Regions from separate parts of the Mus musculus genome. Here regions 2 and 3 are each linked to region 1. A link is a contact called in public Hi-C and Micro-C data. All regions are on one chromosome and are shown on one strand. The core of a region is the stretch at or near the end of the contact, and the rest is flanking DNA. Distances in the headings are between cores, read along the strand shown.

Region 1 (4,687 bases), core at 1,366-3,865:
CATCACAGCCCAGAATGTCAGACGGTGTCCTTTAGTCCAGAGATCGCTCCACGGTAACAACAGGACATCATGGGGATGCAGCACCCTCTGCTCACAGTGCTTGCTCCACACCCACAACACTAGCAGGCCCACAGTGACCCAGTCCATAGAGCGGCACGCATTCCTAACCCCCGGTCTGTCTGTCTGTCTCTCCAGCCTCCCCCTCTACTCCCGTAAAGCACGACCTGCTACGGCCGTCAAATCAGCAACACCTTCCAGTAGGAGGCATTTACTCACTCAGAGGTTGTGAGAATTTTTTAAATGTTCACTTGGAAATTTCTGTCACACCAGTCTCAGAGGAAACGCAAGGCCTCGCCATGCCTAGAGTACAGGACAGACTCAAGATGCGCACACGAAAGAGGAAGCCCTCATCACTGAGCAGGTCAACAGAGGAGCACTAAACGGAAACACAGGAAAGGAACAAAAAGGACATTTCCAGAAAGACCAGGTATGCCAACAGAAAAAACTAGTTCCCCCAGGAAGTGTTCAGATGTAGAATAGAAGAAACCAAATGAGAATATGGAGTCGGCCACAGACACAACAGCAGAGAGCTGAGCGGCCGGTATCCATGTGCAGAGGATCCATAATGTCAGAGGAAAATGGGGCAAGCCCTGGGCTTACGACGTGCTGTCTCCTGGCTTCTCTCTTTCAAAGTAGGTCAGTGGGTCTTCCACGGCCCTCCCAAGTCAGCATTACAAGACTTGCCACTGCCAGCCTGTAGCTCAACGGCTCTGACTACCCTCTACTGGGCCCTGCCACAAGCTTTCTTTAATGTAACGAGGAGAATCCGATCAGTGTCAGACACAGACGCAAACGGTCCATAATCCTTGTTCCACTGAGTCAAGAGGTCTAACTCCACACTGAGCCCTGAGCCTACTCCAACTAGGTTCAAGGTTACTGCTGCATCTTGCAGGCTCCCCCATGGCCAGGACCTGCCTGACTCTGGCCACTGCCTGGTCCAGAGCTCTTTTCTTTACACTTCACACAAGGCTCCTGTCAGACAGCCAACGGGGGCTGTGGAGATGGCTCAGTGAGTAGAGTGCTTGCTATTCAAGAACAAGGACCTGCGTTTGGATGCCTGACACCCACATAAAAGCTGGGCATGGTGCCGCGCATCTGTAAACCCAAAGCTGTGGGGTGGAGACAGGTGGATCCTGGAAGCTCATTGGACAGCTAGTCTAGCGAGAATGGTGAGCCCTAGGTTTAAAAAAAAAAAAAAAAAAGTCATGTGTTGTGGAGTACATCCATATGATCTAGGGCTGACTGGAGTAGCCTTAGTGTTAAGAGGCCAGATTGCAGCCAGGGGCAGCCCAGAGTCCCAAATTCTCACAGCCAACCCACAGACCCCAGTCTAGCCACAGCAGGTCCTACTAATAAGCAATAAGTCAGTGGAGAATCATCATGTCCCATTCCCCCTTCATAGGGCAGACCAGAGCCAGAATAATGTAGTCACTCGACTTACAGTGAGGGAGTGAGGACTTGGGCTCCTTTAGGCAAAACTACCAAGACATGGGCAACCCTGAACCGAACACTACAGTTGAAGCAAACGCTTCCCACAGGTGACACAGAGCTAGGGTCTCCACAGCGGGTTTCTGTCTTCTACAGGTGAACCCTACATTGCCTCACTCTGGAACCGGCTCTGCTTGAGCTACGGGTCTTTTCTGGAGAGTCCGCAGCTCTAGAAGTTTCTATTTTTGCCATCGCCGTTAATATTTTACACATCCGAAGTCACACTCTCATCATGCTCAAATTAACCTACTTTCTGGCTCCTTACTGTGCTACCGAGGCGGCAGACTGGGTTCCTAAGGCAGCCCCAGCCCCCCAGTGGGGCACAAGCACAGTTACGGGGGCTGACTTTGATTCCCTTAAGTAGGTCATTCTCTAGTTCTCCCAATACTGTTCCAAAGAAACGGAGTCAGCAAGAGCCTGCCTTCTTTCTCCCTCCGGGGAGGACCCACTGAGCAATCCTTCCCCTCCCGGGCTCCCGCTGAGATCTGCGAGTGCCTCGGCTCTCTAAAAGGAGCCCCGAGAGTTGGGTCTGACAATAAGCTCCTTTCATGGACCTGGACCTGTCAAAAAGCGGCAAGAGCCCACCCTTGGGACGGGATTTCTTTCATGGGTTGGTTGGGGAGATGGGATGGGAAAGGCCAAGTCTCTAGCGTGCCAGCCAAGCCTGCAGAGAAGAGCGAGGGCCCAAGTAAGCCACTACTGGAACATACATCCTGGTTTTGTAGGGACACAACTCCAGGGCTCCCTCTGGAACTGCATTGATGCCTCCTCACAAACCTGTTTCAGAAGGAGAGAGTCATGAAGCTAGCTCCCAAGCAGATAGGATGTTCCCTAGATGATACATGGGAAGTAACTGTTAAAAGACTTAAAATGCAAGGGCCAGAGCCCCAAAGACAGCCAGCCAGCCACTGGTACAACAGCAGTCTGCGATGTGGGCGTGCCCCTGCCTGGGAGCTCTGGTCTGGGTGGGGGCAGGGCAAAAGGGCCTATTCTTTCCCAGCGTCCCTCAGCTGCTCCCAGCAGACATTCCATCAAGATGACTCTCGCTAAGGGCGGGGCAGCCTGTAATGGCTGCTTGGCCAGCTGCCACCCCTTCACCAGAGATTGATCAAGATAAACAGGCCTTCCCATCTAGGGCTGGAGGAAAGGCTGCAGGCTGCAGTGAGGAGGACACGAAGTGAGGGAGGCGAATGCCACTGCAGGCGCAGTTCGCTCTTCTGGGAAGGTGGACTCACCAGAATCACAGAGTCTCCGCAGGCCAGCAGGAGGGCTCGCCTTCCCACCTCCTGTACTCCCTACACATCGACAACAAGCCCTCAATAGCACAGAGCAGGGCAAATGGGCCTCAAGGCCTGACCAACTTGGTCCCTAACAGCACATTCCGGCTTCCTCTCTAACATCTGGAAGTGGCAGGCTGGTTTTGACCCATCTCATGTAACCAGAAACATATACAACATGCAGCACTGAGGAGCCGTGGCTTGAGAAAGGACCAGACTGACCCAAGTCCTTAGAACTTTTAAGTGTCGACACTAAACCCAGCTCACTCAATACCCAGCCCGAGCCTCGATGAGCTGCCCGGGGTTCTGTCAGCTACATCTTGAAACCAGCTGTCTCCTGCCACTTACTTGCCAGCCCTAGGTCATTCTCTCTGCCCTCTAAGCTCACAGGCTCTGTCCCAGCATGCACTCTCATCCTAACAGACACTAACAGACAAGGTTAGTCACACGTAAGACTTTGCAAAGTCCCTAGTTCTCCTGAGACGTGGGGGACACTGCTGAGCTGGGAGATGTTCCCTCCCATCTCAAGCCCCAGTGAACAGCGAGTCTGCCCCTCCTCTCACAGGCCCCAAGTCCCCCCCCCCCCCCCCCCCCCGCTTCTGTAGGGCTGTGGAATGGACAACAATGCATAGCCCAGGCTGGCCAGCCAGTAAATGCTGCAGACAGGAGAGCGAGACAGCAGCTGGTGGAAAGAAAAGACGGCTAGCTCGGTTGATCCCAAAGCCACAGGAATTACGGGTATGCTGGAGAAAGAGCTTGCTGAGGACCACATGCAGGCCCCCTAGGACCCAGGGCTTCTGGCTTTCCTGCCACCTTCCAGGAACTAGAACTCATGTGAGCCAAGGAACAGAAGAGGGAGCAAAGCCACAGCATCTTAGGGTTCAGAAGGGATCCTGGTCTTTGTGCCAGTGGCGAGTGAAGGCAGGGACTCTTCAGGACAACACTTCACCTCAGAGGACACTTAGTTCTGTTCCTTGGCCTCCTAAGGTTCCTTACTCCTCAATGGAAGGGCAACCGCAGCCTACCAGGTATCCATACAAAGTACAGTCTATGCTCAACTTTCCTATCGTTCTAATAACAAGGCCTAGGTAGATGCTGGTGATAGGTTACGTTCACAGCTTAGGGACACTCTACCTTGCACGTATCTATCTATCTATCTATCTATCTATCTATCTATCTATCTATTTAGGTGGGGGTAGGTTTGGGGTCGGCCTCACTATATAGCCCTGGCTGTGCTGGAACACACAAAGCTCCACCTGCCTCTGCCTTCCAAGAGCTGGGAAATTTTCCAATTTTCCCTTAATCCCAACACTCAGGAGGCAGAGGCAGGTGGATCTCTAAGCTCAGGCCTAGGTTGGTTTACAAAGTGAGTTCCATAACATCCAGGGCCACACAGAGAAAGCCTGTCTCAAATCCCATTCCTGTAGATCTTCCCTTTATATTCTCCATACTCTCTTCTCACGTCTCCTAACAATATGTTCTCTGGCCCAGCTCAGCTCAGCTTCTCCTGTCACCAACTGCCCGCCCACCCCCCACTCTTCTGTCTCCTGGAACTACTTCAATGCCACTCCTGAATTCTACTCCCCAGCTCTCAGCTTCCGCTGGCTTTTATATTCTCTCCTAGTCCCAGAACTCCAAGAGGCAACTAACACTGAAGGGCACAGGGTCCTTTAAAAGGTCCAGGCACATAAAATAAATCCTACTAAACTCCCACCCCAAGTTTGATTTACTCACTTCATGTTATGTGTGTACCATGTGCGTGCCTGCTGCAGTGGTCAGAACATGTGTACCATGTGCATGCCTGCTGCAGAGGTCAGAACATGCTTTGGGTCACCTGACACTGGATTTAGGGATGGTTGTTG
Region 2 (4,687 bases), core at 1,561-4,060, 210 kb before region 1:
TACAAAATAGCGTGAGCACCCCCCACAGAGGGGTCTTGCCCCTCCAGGCCCTGCCCCCTCAACTACTGTCCCTTCGCCCAGACCCATTGAGCGCTCAGGTGGGATGCTCTGAAAGGTACAGGAAAGGCAAACTAGAGGACTCCAATCCTGCCCTATGTGGCTGCCGCGGCAGGAGGAGCCCAGCGCCCCTCCCCCACCCCGCAGTGCTTCTGCCGGGCAAAGCCCGCCAGCCAGAGGCAGCCTTTACCCCTCCCCCTTTGCAGCTACTCAAGTCGGATGGTGTGAGCCAGGAGCCCAGAGAGTTTCCCACACTTTGGCCCCATTCACAGTGTTAAACGGCCCACAAAGGCCAGGCGTGTGCCTCAGAGGCCGCCTGGGCTGCCATCTGGCCCGCACTCGGGGAGGCAACCAGCCTTTCATCCGGCTGGGATTTAACACCATTCATTTCATATTTCCCACAACTGAAAATTGGATCAAAGCTGCTAGGGGGAGAGGGAGGGGGAGGGGGTTGAGGAGGGGCAGGGGAGGGGGTGGCCCTCCCCATGGCCCACCCACCACCCTCACCTCTGGAAGGCCGGCTCTCCTAACCCACCGCGGGTGGGCGGGAGGTTGGGGTGGGATGGAGGTTGGACCATATCTCCTGGCACGCGTCTCATTTGGGTGAGGAGCTGGCTCAGGGGAAGGTACTTACTGGAAGTACAGAACACAAGCCTTAGCCAACTGTTCCCACCAGAGTGTTGGGAAGCAAGTCTGTGCCTAGATGACCCCCATATCCAGGTACAGTCTTGGGTCCTTGCTGCCAGCAGCCAGGAGCAATGGTCAGAGCATATAGACTCAGACTCTGTTTCCGGTTGGTGGGCTTCACGCCCTCCCTGGTCTGTTTGTATTCCCTAGGACCTTTGAATGCCTAATCAGGCTCCTGAGCCCTTCCTGCAGGGCATACAGGACAGGCACACAGGTGACCAGATTTTCCTGCCCTCCCCACTCCCAGGAGTCCGAGATCCACGACATGGCTAAATTTGACTACCATGTGGTGTGAACTTCTTGTTGGCTGCAAACAAGATTTCACTGAGAACCACCAGACTCCTCTTCCTTGTAGTTTGAGGGGGCTGCTTGACCACCACACAGTGCCAACCACTGCTAGATCTCAGGGCTGTAGAAGCAGAAGCCCAGACATACAGCCCCGAGCCTCCCTTCTGCACTTACAGGGTACCTCTGTCAGAGCTCGGGTGAGGGTTGTGGCAGGGACTAAGGGAGGTGAATTCTGCACTTATATCTTGCACTGGACAGACCATCCTGTGCTGCCTCAAAGCCAAGCCTTCCCCTCTGTCCCAGATGCTTCCATCCATGGTAACCCAACAACCCCTTGTGCTAAGAGCTTCTGGAGCAAGACCTTCGGAATAGATCATTTACAGCAGTGGGTCACTACCATAGCAGGAGGGCGTTTCCCTAGTGGGCACTGTGAAGGCCCTTCAGTTCCTGAGCTCAGACATGGCTGACATCCATCCAGAGAACCTGGTTTCATTCCACACTGGCTATTGTGCTCTGATGCCAGCCTCCTGGTTTGGGCCTGGCTAGGTCTTAGGTTGACCCTAGGAGGAAGCACGGGGCCTTATCTCCTCCCTCAGCCCCTGCAGAGTATTGGGGAAATAGTACAGGTTCCAGATGGAGGGACGCTCCTACATGGCCATCCCCTAGGTGTCTAGGGTGTGACTAGTAAGGTCACCTGGTTAGGAACCACGGTTATCAGTTCTTACAAAGAGGCCCATCCACACTGGCACAGCATTCATATGGGGGCTTATTTTTAGGTCTCCCACCTTCTACCTGCCAACACAAAATGCTGAATGAAACTGGAACACACACACAGAGGCATGCACGCGCGCGCCCGCACGAGCTGAGGGGGATGTCATGAGAGGAGTTAAGGGCAGCCATGGTTTCCTAAAAGCCACGCGGGAGTAGTGATCACGGACAGCATGAAGGAGGCACGGTCCTCCTGTTTCAGAGATGCATGTGGCACCTGGTGACACAAGAGCAGTCCAGATACCCTGTGGGTTCAGGGGTTCCTGAGGGCTTCCTAGGTATGGGGCTTTGTGCTAGGCATTATCCAAAGCAAATTCAGCTAGCCTAGAAGTACGCTTGGCAGGCTCCGCGCGTGGCCATTTCTAGCTGCGGAGAAGTCACTCCTCTCAACTGACAGAACTGGCAATAAAGCGCCTAAATTCTAAATACATGAGTCCCTCTCTCATCCTGTACCTGCGAATGGCATGGCGGCAGCATCTGTTTGAGAGAATGTGGCCCACTTTAACCCACTGTGCCTGTGGGCAACAGGTCCCAGCTGGGGAGGGTGCCCACTCCTCTGGAAGTCGCTGTCTGTTCATTGTAAAACTCTCATTTCTCTGCGCCTGTGGCCTCTGCCAGCCAGCGGTGGGGAGCCTCTGGGGAGTGGGAGGGAAGAAGGGAGAGAAGGGGGGGGGAGAGCACTCCTTCCTGCCCTCCCCACCTCCCCGCGGCCTGGGAAAAGGCAGCATATTGAGGCGCGGGGCTCTCAGCATCAGGCCCCGGGATGCTAATGAGGGCGAGCGCGTTCCCACAGCCCGGACATTGTGCCGCGCGGCCCACCTGCTCCTCGGGGAGCGACCATTGTGCCCGCGCCAATTCACAGGCAATTTAGCGTGCGCTAATGGGCCGGCGCCTTTGTGCGGCCGGCGCCGCCATTGGCCGCCGAGTGTGGGAACGGCCGCGGCGCCCGGACCCCAGGCGCCGGGCCGCTGCCCGCGCCTATATAGGGCTGGCGTGCTGGGGTCCAGGTCGCGCCAGTCCGGGACGCCTGGCTCTGTCCGCTCCGCTCCGCTCCGCTCGCTAATCGCCTCCAGAGCTCCAGGCATGGCCCCAAGTACCGTGGCGGTGGAGATGCTCAGTCCCAAGGAGAAAAACCGAGTAAGTGCAACTCGCCCGGCGCGCGCCGTCCGGTTCCCCCGGGGCCTCCGGCGTCCGCCGCCCACCTGACGCCTCTCCTCCCGCAGCTGCGGAAGCCGGTGGTGGAGAAGATGCGTCGGGACCGCATCAACAGCAGCATAGAGCAGCTGAAGCTGCTGCTGGAGCAGGAGTTCGCGCGGCACCAGCCCAACTCCAAGCTGGAGAAGGCCGACATCCTGGAGATGGCCGTCAGCTACCTGAAACACAGCAAAGGTGAGCCCGGCGCCTGCGCCCGCCTCCTGCTCCCGGCCGATGTGGCTCCCACCGCGCGCGCCCCACTCATGCCGCTTCGTCTCCCCACAGCCTTCGCCGCGGCCGCCGGCCCCAAGAGCCTGCACCAGGACTACAGCGAGGGCTACTCCTGGTGCCTGCAGGAGGCGGTACAGTTCCTGACCCTGCACGCCGCCAGCGACACGCAGATGAAGCTGCTTTACCACTTCCAGCGGCCCCCAGCTCCCGCCGCTCCTGCCAAGGAGCCCCCGGCGCCCGGAGCTGCGCCCCAACCGGCCCGCTCCTCCGCTAAGGCTGCTGCTGCTGCGGTCTCCACCTCGCGCCAACCCGCCTGCGGCCTCTGGCGGCCCTGGTGACCCAGCGGCCGACCGGTGCCTGGAGCGGACCAGAGGATGAGCTCGTTCCTCTGGATGTGGGAAGACATTCCCCAGCCGCAGTTCAGCCCCAGGTTGGCCGCTACCTTCTTCCGAAGGCTCCCTCCTCCGGCTGGCTGGCCAGCAGGAGGGTCATTCTTAGAGAATGTGTGTGCAGAGTTGTCATTTGGGGATAATCAGGGCCCACCCTCTGCCGCCCGTCCGACCCCGTGGGGTTGTTTTGTGTTTGCATTTCAGCAAGTGACTTCTGCGAAGTTCCTGGTCACCACCGGGGGTTCTATGATATTTGTAGAGTCGGGGGTTGGCTCACCCCAGCCCGTAGAGGACTTTCTTCAGGGCCCGTTGCTGCTGGGCAAGCACCCTGCAGGCGGGCTGTGCCCTGGGCACATTTGCCTTTTGTGAAGGCGGAACTGCAGGTGTTTCCTCATAGGAAAGCACTCAGCCTGCGTGGGCGTAGGGCCCATGGGGCCTCACCTCAAGGTCCACATGGCCTTGGCTGTCTGATGCGCGCTCACAGTGGGCTGTCTGGGAGGGTGGGGTCTCCACGATGATCCTTAAAGGATTCCTTTGTATGGGTGGGTGCATGTGGGCACGATTTTGTACTTAGAATTTGAACTCTTGGTCATGTGGGAGAACACAGGCTGTTCTGAAGGCTTCTAATAAAATATCAAGCCCTCCATGTCTGTGCCTCTCGTCTGTCCTTAGCAGCCTAGGGGCAGCCTGCCCGGTGACCGGAGGTGGAACAGTGGGATCTACCATGTTCACAGTGAAACCGGGATCAGGAGGAGTGCTTGCTGGTGGTCCTCTGCCATAGAGGAAAAAGGGAGGGCAGGAGGTGGAGAGGAGAGGGGCATACAGAGCTGTTGTTGCTCTCATGGTGAACAAGACCTGGGTGGCCGCTGGGGGTTTCTGCTAGCTCCCAGGTCAGGGTAGGGGAAGAGATCCTAACAACTGTAGACTCTCTGCTTTGTCCACTGAGAGGAAGCTGAGGGCCTCAGTGGACCTCTTGCTGCAGCAAGAGGCTCGGCTGTGCCGAACCTGAGAAAGTATCTGTTCTAGCTCCCGCTTCCCCTTAGTTCACCTGCTTAGGCGATTCATAAATGCCC
Region 3 (4,687 bases), core at 684-3,183, 130 kb after region 1:
GTACAGTTATGGCATGATTGTGTCCCAGTTCTTCCTTTGCCACACTTCAGGGCGTTTCATTCAGCCTTAAGTCTGTAACACAGACACCATCCCAGGAGTCGGGGTGGGGGGTGGGGTGGGGCAGCAGTGAGGGTGGAAGGTAGGAAGGCCGGGGTAGGGTAGGACGACGCCATCTGAGTGTGCGCTCACCTCCTGCCCTTAGGGACTTTCCCATCCCATCTCAAACTTCCTGCTTCTCAACACTGATCCATCTTCCAGATGAAAGTAAGGCTTACACATGTCATGCTTTCGAAGGTAAATGAAGAATAACAGGGAAATCATAGAAACAGGCCTGGGTAGAGAGGTACGGGAACTGCAACCGTGGGAAGCTATGGCCGCGTGGGAGACGGGCTGTTTGTGAGCAAGGGGAGCAGGCAAGGTTCCCACGTGGGTTTTCCACCCTTTCAGCTGCCCCGTTCTGTGCCCTGGGTGTGTCCCTCTGCAACCACAACACACCAGAGGATGTAGAAAAACATGCAGCAAAGAGACAGCCAAACAGAGGAGAAGCCCCAGTCCCCTTGTCTGCAGGGGGCATCCTTGGTGCATCAGAGATGTGTGAGAAGCTCACACACTGCTGCTGCTCAGAGGAAGACGGGGGTGGGGGTGGGGTAGGGGGAAAACTGGCCATGAGACAGTGTCCCTGGTGCGATGCATGAGCCTCAGTGGGGATTCACCCAGGTCACGCCGGCCAACCGTAGTAAAGGGACCCAGATACCGGTGTGAGGAGGAAGATAAGATGTGAAGCCAGGCGTGGTGGCTCACACCCACGACCCCGACACTTCATTAGCTGAGACAGGAGGACTGCCACCAGTCCAAGGTCAGCCTGGCCTGCATAGCAAGACTTCATCTAAAACAAACCAAAACAGAGGAAGAGAGGGAAACAGAAACAGGGGGAACGGCATGCACAGAATACACTATGCACGTGTTTGAAAGCGTTGTAGTGAAGTCCATTACTATGTACAACTGATATGTGCTATGGAAAACATTCAAAAGGCTAAGAAACAAACTGAACCCGGGCTGGTCAGTTCCTATTGGGAGTCAGACTTCTAGCCTCAACTTCCTTTTTGGGCAGAACACAGGAAAGAGGCCCCTTCCTGGGAGTGTGTGCTTACTGTCTATTCCATGGGCACAGGTCCTGGTAGTCCCACCTACTCCAGCCTTGAGATTGTTCATTTAATACCTATACTAAGCAACAGAAATGTATTCTAGTGATATCAGTGACAAGAGAGAGACAGAGACAGAGAGACAGGGAGAGACAGAGAGAGACAGAGAGACAAGGAGAGAGAGACAGGCAGACAGACAGACACACTCTGACTGCTGGTTAGGCTGTGGTGGGTCACCTTGGATGCTCACACACTGAGTGGGACCAAAAGGAGGCAGGGTAAGTCTGGGTCACCTTGTGGCTACTGCTCATGGCCAGCTACAACCACCACCCATCAGTGCCATCTGCATCTATCCATCACAACACCGAAACGTCATCAGTACCCTCACTCCTGGGTTCAACGGCCGTGTCACACACGAAAATCTGTGAGGTACTTTGTGTCACAGGGAAAAGGACAAGGGGCTTGGAGCTTGTTTCTCAGGTGCCTGGTGAGCACATACAGGACCCGTGACCTCTGATGGAAACCAGGCACTGAGGTTCCTGGGTCTCAGGTGGGCAGGAAGATACCAGATCCTCCCCAGCAGCCAGACACGGCAGACAGGCTCTGTGAAGTACTACAGTGAAGCCTACGGGAAGCTGTGCTGCCATCTGGGGGAGCGGTGAAATAAATCCCACAACAGCTGCTCCGTGGTTCCCAGGGAAGGAAAGAGAAAGACTCACACTGGTGTGAGGCAGGGGCAGCTCTTTCCGGAGGGAAAACTGTCCACGTGGACAGCGATGCTCTGGCTGGATCTCGGGGGCCCTCTGCTGGATGAAACGCCTTAACAGGGTTTCTGAAGGTGCCCGGACAAACCTCACACAGTCTCTCTCTCTGCCCGTGCCTGAGCCTCTCACAGAGAACAGGATCAGAAGGCAGGCAGGCAGAGGAGGACTAAGGGACCTGACAGCTTGCTATGTAACAGTGGCCACACAGGTTCTGGGGATGCATAAACTTGATGCTATCCCTTTATCTACCAGAAACAGACAGGGCTGTGGAAGAGGGGCTGCCTATGGGTCCCAGGAGCCCCAGGAACCCTAGGAGACCAAGAATCCTTTCCTGACCAGTAAACATTAAGAAGAATGGCCCTGGGAGACCTGGAAAAAGTCCAGCACATGCCAACCATTGCACTAGTTGATGCAAAGACTCAAGTACACTATGATACAAATTGAGAGGGCCAGCTGGAAGGTTGACCAGTAGTTTTCTTTTTATTGATTTAATGGGAAGACATCAACTTCCAAGTAATTCAGTTGCCATGGACTCGTGCTAAGTACGGCTCCTGTCGATGGAGGAAACGCGCACACAGCAAGTGGATCACTGCCCACCTCCCCCACGGTCAGTGGACTGGATTAAGTCCTTAGATCTGAGGGCCAAGGCTAGAGCTCAGGAGCTAGAATCTGCAGGACTCGACGAAGCCAGCAATGGACAGAACACAGGGCACAGAGGCTACTATCGAGAGCTCGATTGGAGGCATGCTATGAATGTAACTTGCTGTGGAGAACCACGGAAGGGAAACGTGTGGCTTCTACCAGTCTAAGCCTCCAGCCAAGGGTGAGTGAGGAAAGCTGGAGAAACCAAAGCCACACTGGAGGAAAGTGACCGTGGGGGCAGGCTGGGCCTTCCTGATTCTTTAGGGCCTATATGGAAAACATGGGCTGGGGCTCAGTGCTTGGATATCTGACTGGAGACAGGAACAGCAGCTCAGGTAACTAAGACAAGAGATGGATGTAGAGATCTGTCTCTACCATGTGGGCACCAAAGGCCGCTTTCTTCCACAACAGACACTCTTCCTCAGATAGCTCCAGAGGCTACCTGGAGCTGGGTTGAGTTCAGGTGAGGCCTGTCCCTGGCTTGGGGATGACTGCACCTATGTCCTTCATAGTGGGGTGTTAGATGAGCACAGCCTCTCAAGGTCTCTCTTGGTAGGGACGCCAACCTCCTTACATTACCCACATCACCTCCAAAGCCTCATGACCTCTCTCTCTGAAGATACTGTAGGTTGAAATATGTTTGGCACACCTGACTCAGCAAACTCAGGTAGGGATTCAAAGCTGGGTGAGAAAAGGCTGCATAACGGGAGCCTAAACTGAACTGGAAACGCACACTGCACAAACAAAGCCCGGATAACTACTTGTCAGCAAATCTGCGGTTTTGGAAAAAAAAAAAATCACTAACAAGGGTATTTCAGGCAGAGGGAAAATTGTCACAGCTAGGCGAGGTGAGACGGAGCACGCTGGAGGGGCTGTGGGGGCGCATAGGTGCAGTCCATGGGAGGTTATGGAAAGATTATGTGAAAATACTGTGGTGTCTCATACATGGGACCTGAGCACCTGCAGATTTGGATGTCCGGGTGGTGGGAGTTAGAGAAAAATCCCCAAAATAAACTATATAGACAGTAGGTGGAGGGGAGCTAGAAAAAAAATCCCCCAAAATAGACTATACAGACAGTAAGTTTCCCTTCACCACCACACACACAGCAACCTCAATAGCTGTTCTTTTTTTTTTTTTAAACGATTTATTTATTTATTTATTGTAAGTACACTGTAGCTGTCCTCAGACATTCCAGAAGAGGGAGTCAGATCTCGTTACGGATGGTTGTGAGCCACCATGTGGTTGCTGGGATTTGAACTCCTGACCTTCGGAAGAGCAGTCGGGTGCTCTTACCCACTGAGCCATCTCACCAGCCCAATAGCTGTTCTTTTACAGGGCAACTGAGGCTTCAGGTAAGAGGGTTTTAAAGATATATAACACTTTCTAGCTCACAATGGGCCCACTTAGGACTTTTTGACTTTACAGAGTGAGATCAACACAAATCCAGCAGGAAATCTGGTTTGAACTTAGTATGTTTCCCTGGCTAATGGGTGGGGACGACTGTTACAACGCTCGACGTGGCAGAGAGCAACAGTTTCCAGTCTACCTGAGCTCATGGGCTCAACAAACGAAGAAGCGCCTCTGTCAGCGGTGCCAAGTGAATTTCAACTTCCAGTAATTTCAGTTTCTGATGGCTTTATGGGACAAGTCTGTCTCAGTGGAGGGACACGTGCGACACTTCTCGTCTTGAAGACTGACACTTCAGGAGGATGAGAGCATTCATCAAAAGACGTGGAGCCCGGAGCCCAAGTGTGTAGAGCATGCGCGGAACCCTGGAACCCCAGTTCTTAGGAGGAGGAATGAGAGTTCCAGGCCAGTGGGAGATACAGAATGAGACATTGCCTCAAGATTTAAAGATTAAAAAGGGGCTGGTGATGTATGTAGCTCAGTGACACACAACACAGCACTTGCCTAGCGTACACGAAGCCCTGGGTTTGCTCTCAGGCACTGGGGCAGGAAGCAGGGAATGCAGGGGATGCAGGGGATGCAGGGGATGCAGGGGATGCAGGAGATGCAGGGGATGCAGGAGATGCAGGGGATGTAGGGGATAGGTATGCAGTGCCCTACATCATTAGACCATTTAATACCCAAGGAAAGAAACAACAAAAAGCATAGAGAGAAGCAGAAAACCTCAGTTG

Evidence for each region. Hi-C and Micro-C count contacts between places; a contact is called where the count stands out from the background.
Region 2: a Micro-C map of embryonic stem cells shows a contact between it and region 1, with 3 times the contacts expected there. The contact joins the promoter of Hes5 here to the enhancer-like site in region 1. A contact is called at or near these places in 1 of 484 Hi-C or Micro-C datasets (embryonic stem cells), 1 of 115 datasets of contacts at active chromatin or transcription factors (memory CD8 T cells) and 2 of 9 other capture datasets (adipose tissue and liver).
Region 3: a Hi-C map of cerebral cortex shows a contact between it and region 1, with 2.6 times the contacts expected there. The contact joins two enhancer-like sites. A contact is called at or near these places in 2 of 484 Hi-C or Micro-C datasets (cerebral cortex and nephron progenitors), 3 of 115 datasets of contacts at active chromatin or transcription factors (embryonic stem cells and memory CD8 T cells) and 1 of 9 other capture datasets (liver).

The regions. Positions count from the first base shown.
Region 1 is chr4:155,171,061-155,175,747 of GRCm38.p6, forward strand. The region is part of intron 1 of Ski (ski sarcoma viral oncogene homolog (avian)); the gene reads right to left. Among named protein-coding and RNA genes, the nearest start is that of Ski, 49 kb to the right of the region's middle. Within about 2 kb of position 2,616, at least 254 of the 459 cell types and tissues checked have an H3K27ac peak or open chromatin away from gene starts, as enhancers often do. A contact at or near this core is called in adipose tissue, cerebral cortex and embryonic stem cells, where this site is marked.
Region 2 is chr4:154,958,113-154,962,799 of GRCm38.p6, forward strand. It overlaps Hes5 (hes family bHLH transcription factor 5), which reads left to right and starts at 2,811. Exons shown (of 3, transcript NM_010419.4): 1 at 2,811-2,937; 2 at 3,024-3,189; 3 at 3,280-4,259. The coding sequence starts at 2,884. The coding sequence ends at 3,563.
Region 3 is chr4:155,306,363-155,311,049 of GRCm38.p6, forward strand. The region is part of intron 4 of Prkcz (protein kinase C, zeta); the gene reads right to left. Among named protein-coding and RNA genes, the nearest start is that of Prkcz, 53 kb to the right of the region's middle. Within about 2 kb of position 1,934, at least 100 of the 459 cell types and tissues checked have an H3K27ac peak or open chromatin away from gene starts, as enhancers often do. A contact at or near this core is called in cerebral cortex, where this site is marked.